Linked DNA regions of Sus scrofa: region 1 is linked to region 2. A link is a contact called in public Hi-C data. All regions are on one chromosome and are shown on one strand. Each heading gives the region's core, a stretch centred on a gene start, on an enhancer-like site or on the middle of the called end of the contact. The rest is flanking DNA. Distances are from core to core; before and after follow the strand shown. Region 1 holds the start of POLR3H (DNA-directed RNA polymerase III subunit RPC8). Region 2 holds the start of PMM1 (phosphomannomutase 1).

Evidence for each region. A called contact is a pair of places that touch in the nucleus more often than the background predicts.
Region 1: a Hi-C map of subcutaneous adipose tissue shows a contact between it and region 2, with 1.6 times the contacts expected there. The contact joins the promoter of POLR3H here to the promoter of PMM1 in region 2. A contact is called at or near these places in 14 of 47 Hi-C or Micro-C datasets (alveolar macrophages, blood, embryonic fibroblasts and 7 more) and 2 of 2 datasets of contacts at active chromatin or transcription factors (alveolar macrophages and skeletal muscle).

What each region holds. Positions count from the first base shown.
Region 1 is chr5:6,998,275-7,000,974 of Sscrofa11.1, forward strand. POLR3H (DNA-directed RNA polymerase III subunit RPC8) reads left to right here and starts at 1,416. Exons shown (of 6, transcript XM_001929133.5): 1 at 1,416-2,616. The coding sequence starts at 2,506.
Region 2 is chr5:6,963,575-6,966,274 of Sscrofa11.1, forward strand. PMM1 (phosphomannomutase 1) reads left to right here and starts at 1,425. Exons shown (of 8, transcript NM_001184895.1): 1 at 1,425-1,843. The coding sequence starts at 1,757.

The sequences.
Region 1 (2,700 bases), core at 166-2,665, 35 kb after region 2:
GAACTTCCACATGCCACGGTGGGCATGGCCAAAGATAAAATAAACTAAACTATGGCGAATGAATGAAACTATCTGCAAAACAGAAAGAGGCTCACAGACACAGAGAACAGACTTGAGGTCGCCAAGGGGAAGGGGGCTGGGAAAGAGACGGAGCAGGAGGTTGGGGTTAGCAAATGTAAGCTATTATACATAGAATGGATAAACAACAGGGAGCTATATTCAATATCCTATGATAAACCATAGGAAAAGTATATTTTAAAAAGAATGTGTGTTTATAACTGAATCACTTTGCTGTGCAGCAGAAATTAACACAATATGGAAAATCAACTACACTGCAATGGGAGTTCCTGTTGTGGCACAGCGGAAACAAATCTAACTGGTAACCATGAGGTTGCCGGTTCGATCCCTGACCTCACTCAGTGGTTAAGGATCTGGCGTTGCCGTGAGCTGTGGTGTAGGCTGCAGACACGGCTCAGATTCTGCATTGTTGTGGTTGTGGCATAGGCCGGCAACTGTAGCTCCAATTAGATGCCTAGAATGGGTACTTCTATATGCCAGGGTTGTGGCCGTAAAAAGCAAACAAACAAACAAAAACTATACTGCAGTAAGAAATGACAAAACAGGAGTTCCCGTCGTGGTGCAGTGGTTAACGAATCCGACTAGGAACCATGAGGTTGCGGGTTCGGTCCCTGCCCTTGCTCAGTGGGTTAAGGGTCTGGCGTTGCCGTGAGCTGTGGTGTAGGTCGAAGACGTGGCTCGGATCCCGCGTTGCTGTGGCTCTGGTGTAGGCCGGTGGCTACAGCTCCGATTCAACCCCTAGCCTGGGAACCTCCATATGCCGCGGGCGCGGCCCAAGAAATAGCAAAAAGACAAAAAAAAAAAAAAAAAAGAAAGAAAAGAAATGACAAAACAAGACACTGCAGTGTAGAGTTCACTTGTAGGGCAGTGGGTTAAGGATCTGGCATTGTCACTGCAGTGGCTGGGATAGCTGCTGTGGCTTGGGTTCCATCTCTGACCCAGGGAACTTTCACATGCCACAGGCATGGCCAAAACCAAACAGACAAGGAACACCCCCCCCCCGCAGTGTATTTCCACGAAGGCTGTGTACTGTACAGATTTGTATGGGGCCCACTTCTACCACTTAGCAGCCCATGGCCTTAGACAAGGTATGGAATTCTTTTTTTTTTTTTTTTGTCTTTTTGCCATTTCTTGGGCCGCTCTCGCAGCATATGGAGGTTCCCAGGCTAGGGGTCTAATTGGAGCTGTAGCCGCCATCCTACACCACAGCCACAGCAACGCTGGATCCGAGCCGCATCTGCAACCTACACCACAGCTCACGGCAACGCCAGATCCTAAACCCACTGAGCAAGGCCAAGGATCGAACCCGCAATCTCATGGTTCCTAGTCGGATTCGTTAACCACTGCGCCACAACGGGAACTCCAAGGTATGAAATTCTTTTAGTCCAAGCCCATGTTAGCTATCACATGAAGATGAGTGAGACTGGAATGTGGTGAGACAGAACAAACCAGGGCTGGAGGAGTGGACAATGACAAGACCACGCAGGGCCTTGTGAGCTATGATAAAGATTTTGGACCTTATTGCTAATTCAAAAGTAAATCAGTAAGGGTTTTTTGGTTTTTGGTTGTTTTTTTTTTGTCCCAATTTATTATCCCTTTTCAATTGAGATGTAATCTGAATTACAAGTAAATGCAAAGATCTTAAGTCTTGAGGTCGACGAGTTTTGACAACTGTCTACACCTGTGTAACCACCGGCAAAAAGAAGATACAGAACATTTCTATCATCCTATAAAGGTCTCGCCTGCTCCTTTCCAGCCCAGTGTCCCCGATTCCAGAGTATTGAAGGGTCTAGGCATACTGTGTTTGCATTTGGAAGGGCCGGCTGCAGCGTCGAGGTAGGCCTGAGCCAGGAGAGTACTGCACAGGTCAAGCAGAGATGGCCCGGTGGCACAGAGGTCGCCTAGCAACCTGAAAGCGTTGCCTGGGATTGACGATTCCACGCAGGCGGAAGGGGTGGCCCCGTCCCGAGCAGACCGGTACGTAGCCCCGCCTCGCGACGGGGCGGACCGAAGCTTCTTATTGGTCGGTCTCCCGGAAGCTACCGGATTTGGACTATCGTCCGTAGTAGTGCTGCTGGCGTGGGTCCGCGGTGCGTGGCGGAGGCACGTGGTGCGTAGTGCGTGGTGTGTGTGGCTTGACTGGGCTGCGCGCCCCTCCCGCGCGACCAGGAGGTCCTCCCCGTGGAGCCTCAGCTTCCTCTGCTTGCAGTAGAGGAGCACGCCCCTTACGGAGATACCCTAGGCCCCGGCTTCCAGCTCCGTTGCCGACCTGGGGGGCTCCGGGACTGGGACCGACAGAGCGGGCTCCGGCATCCCCGCCGCCCCGTCAGCGACTGGGACCGACAGAGCGGGCCCCGGCATCCCCGCCGCCCCAGGTGTCTGTGCGTGACTGACACTCGCGTTCCCAGAGTCCCCCGCGCAGGCGGGATGTTTGTCCTGGTGGAGATGGTTGACACCGTGCGGATACCCCCGTGGCAGTTTGAGAGGAAGCTCAACGACTCTATTGCCGAGGAGCTGAACAAGAAATTGGCCAACAAGGTACTGACTGGGTCCATGGGGTCGCTGGCCGGCCTTGGCCGGAGAGGGCCCAGCGCTGCTTACTTGCCCGCTTTCGGCCTGTCG
Region 2 (2,700 bases), core at 175-2,674:
TCCAAGTCCTCACAGCAATTCATCTTACTGATGGATCATAATTTAACTGATCCCCAATTTTTTTTCTTTTTTTCTTTTTCTTTTTTTTTTTGGCCTTGCATGCTGAAGCTCCCAGGCCAGTGACCAGAGCCACAGCAGTGACAACACCGAATCCTTAACCTACTGAGCCACCAGGGGACTCCATCCTTTTCTTATTTTCTAAAAGCTGAATTGCTGGCTCAAAGGGTCTGCACATTTTTTGTTTGTTTGTTTGTTTTTTAGGGCCGCACCCACTGGCATATGGAGGTTCCCAGGCTAGGGGTCAAATCAGAGCTACAGCTGCTGACCTAGACCACAGCCACAGCTCCGCGGGATATGAGCTGCATCTGCGACCTATGCCACAGCTCAAGGCAATGCCGGATCCTTAACCCAGTGAGCGAGGTCAGCGGTCAAACCTGAGTCCTCACGGATACTAGTCGGGTTTGTTAACCTCTGAACCACGACAGGAACTCCAGGGTCTGCACATTTTTAAGAGTGGACATGCAATAGCTGTTTAATCAGTAACAGTATCAAGCACATTTATACACATTCTTTGGAGAGGGCCTGCTCTGTGGGATCTTTTCTTTCTTTTCTTTTTCTTTTTTTTCTTTTTAGCACCACATCTGTGGCAAATGGAAGTTCCTAGACTGGGGATTGAATAGGAGCTGCAACTGCCGGACTAGGCCACAGCCACAGCAACTTGGGATCCAAGTCGCCTCTGCGACCTACACCACAGCTCATGGCAACCGCCAGATCCTTAATCCATGGAGCGAGGCCAAGGGTGGAACCCGCCTGCTTTTGGATACTGGTCTCTTTGAAACCAGCTGAGCCACAATGGGAACTTCTATTACTTCTTTTGAAGTGCAAAGCAACCCTACAAAGTAGGTGGTGTTTTTCCCATTTTACAGAGGGAAACAGGTAAAGAAGTCTTAGAGAGGTGAAGGGACTTGTCCAAACTCACGTGGTTGGTGAAGCTGGGAAGACTATTTAGAACTGACTCCAAAGTCAAGGTGATGGTTAAATAGTTGTGAATAGAGAGGAGTCCAGGTAAACCATTAGCTGTGCTTTATGGAGTGGACAGAATGACAGCAGGAGTAAGGGTCGGAGAAGGTCATCTGGCAAACCCCAGAGGCTGAGCAAAGGCCATCAGCGGATTTCTTTAAGCTCATGATTTGTAGGTCAAAGGCATTAGTGACCGGGCGAGTCCTAGATTGACTGGCAGCGGGGAGAGTTGTGGGAGGGTGGCCCCCCCCTACACACACACACTCCCCCGGATCTCCCCACTCCCACCCCGGACTCTGCACTGCCGCTCGAGGCTCCGCCCTAGTCCAGCCCCTCCTCGGCCAGTTGCAATCAGAATCACCCCGCCAAGGGCCAGCCCTGGCCCCGCCCCTCCCTTCCGGGTTCTTTCCCTCACTTCCCGCCGGACCCAAGTCAGACCCGGGCCCAGGCCCAGCCTCCATCTGGTTTGCAAAAATCCGAAGGACCCTGCCGGGCTTTGCTCCGCCCTATGCTACGCCCCTTCTCCGCCTGGTACCATCAGAATTAACCTCCCGAGTGAGCTCAGGCCCCACCCCTGCCCGGTACCCCGGGAGAACGTGCCCTGGCCCCTCCCCCTCTTCTCTGGGCGCCGTCCGGATGGCCCCGCCCCTCCCAGGCCCCGCCCTGTCTAGCGTCTTCCCCACGCGGCTCCGGCGGCCGCATCCTTCGACTCAGCTCCGTGAGCTGAGCTGCAACCATGGCGGTCACCGCTGAGGGCGCCCGTAGGAAGGAGCGCGTCCTCTGCCTGTTTGACGTGGACGGTACCCTCACGCCGGCTCGCCAGGTAGGGCCTCGACGTTCAGAAGCTCCTGTTGGGAGTGTCACGCGGACACCTGGAGGCCGAATGTGTGGCCTCCAGCAGCGTGACCCCAGATCCCCCGGGACTGTGTGTGAGATGCCGGAACACACCCGGCCCCTGACACCCCAGGGCCGCCCTCTGGGAGTGATGGGAACCCGGTTCCCCACGTCACAGGCCCCGAGCGTCCGTGCCCTCGTTCTGCCTGAGAGCGAGGGGGGGTGGGTCGGATTCTGGAGGGAGGAAGTGAGCGGGGACCTGGTCCCTCCGCCGCCAGGCCTGGCTCCACGCTCCCACCTCCCCAGCAGTGACTCCCACCCCAGTTCCAGCCCAAAGAGGCACCAGTAGCCCGATGCTGGCTTCTGAACCTAGGGTTCCATACAGGGGCTCAGTGCTCCCAAGCGTTGGAGTCCCAATCGGGCGGGGGCCGGGGGTGGGGGAGTGTCTCCGAGCCAGCCCACCGACCTTTGCAGACTTGGGCCGCGTCTGGTTTCTCAAGCCCCTCCTCTACTTTCCCTCCCTCCCAGGCCCATCCCCCTCCTCTTGGAGGGAAGGAGGGCTTCTGTACCATTTAGGCAGAGTTTTGGGGCTTCGCCCACTTGGAGGGAGGGGCTCGTCTGGTCACCATGGGAATCTTGTGGTACCGGGTGGGCGGGAGTGCAGTTTCCCTTCTAAAAGCATCTCACCAGGTTGATGCTCCAACCTCTGCTCCACACTCAGTTTTTCTCCCTTCGGGTCTCACCCAGGATGAGCCCCCAGACCCGCCCTCACCAGGTGGGTTCATGGATGAGCAGGCTCTTTCTTGCCCTCCAATCTGGGTCCATCAGGACCTCCTGAGGAGTCTC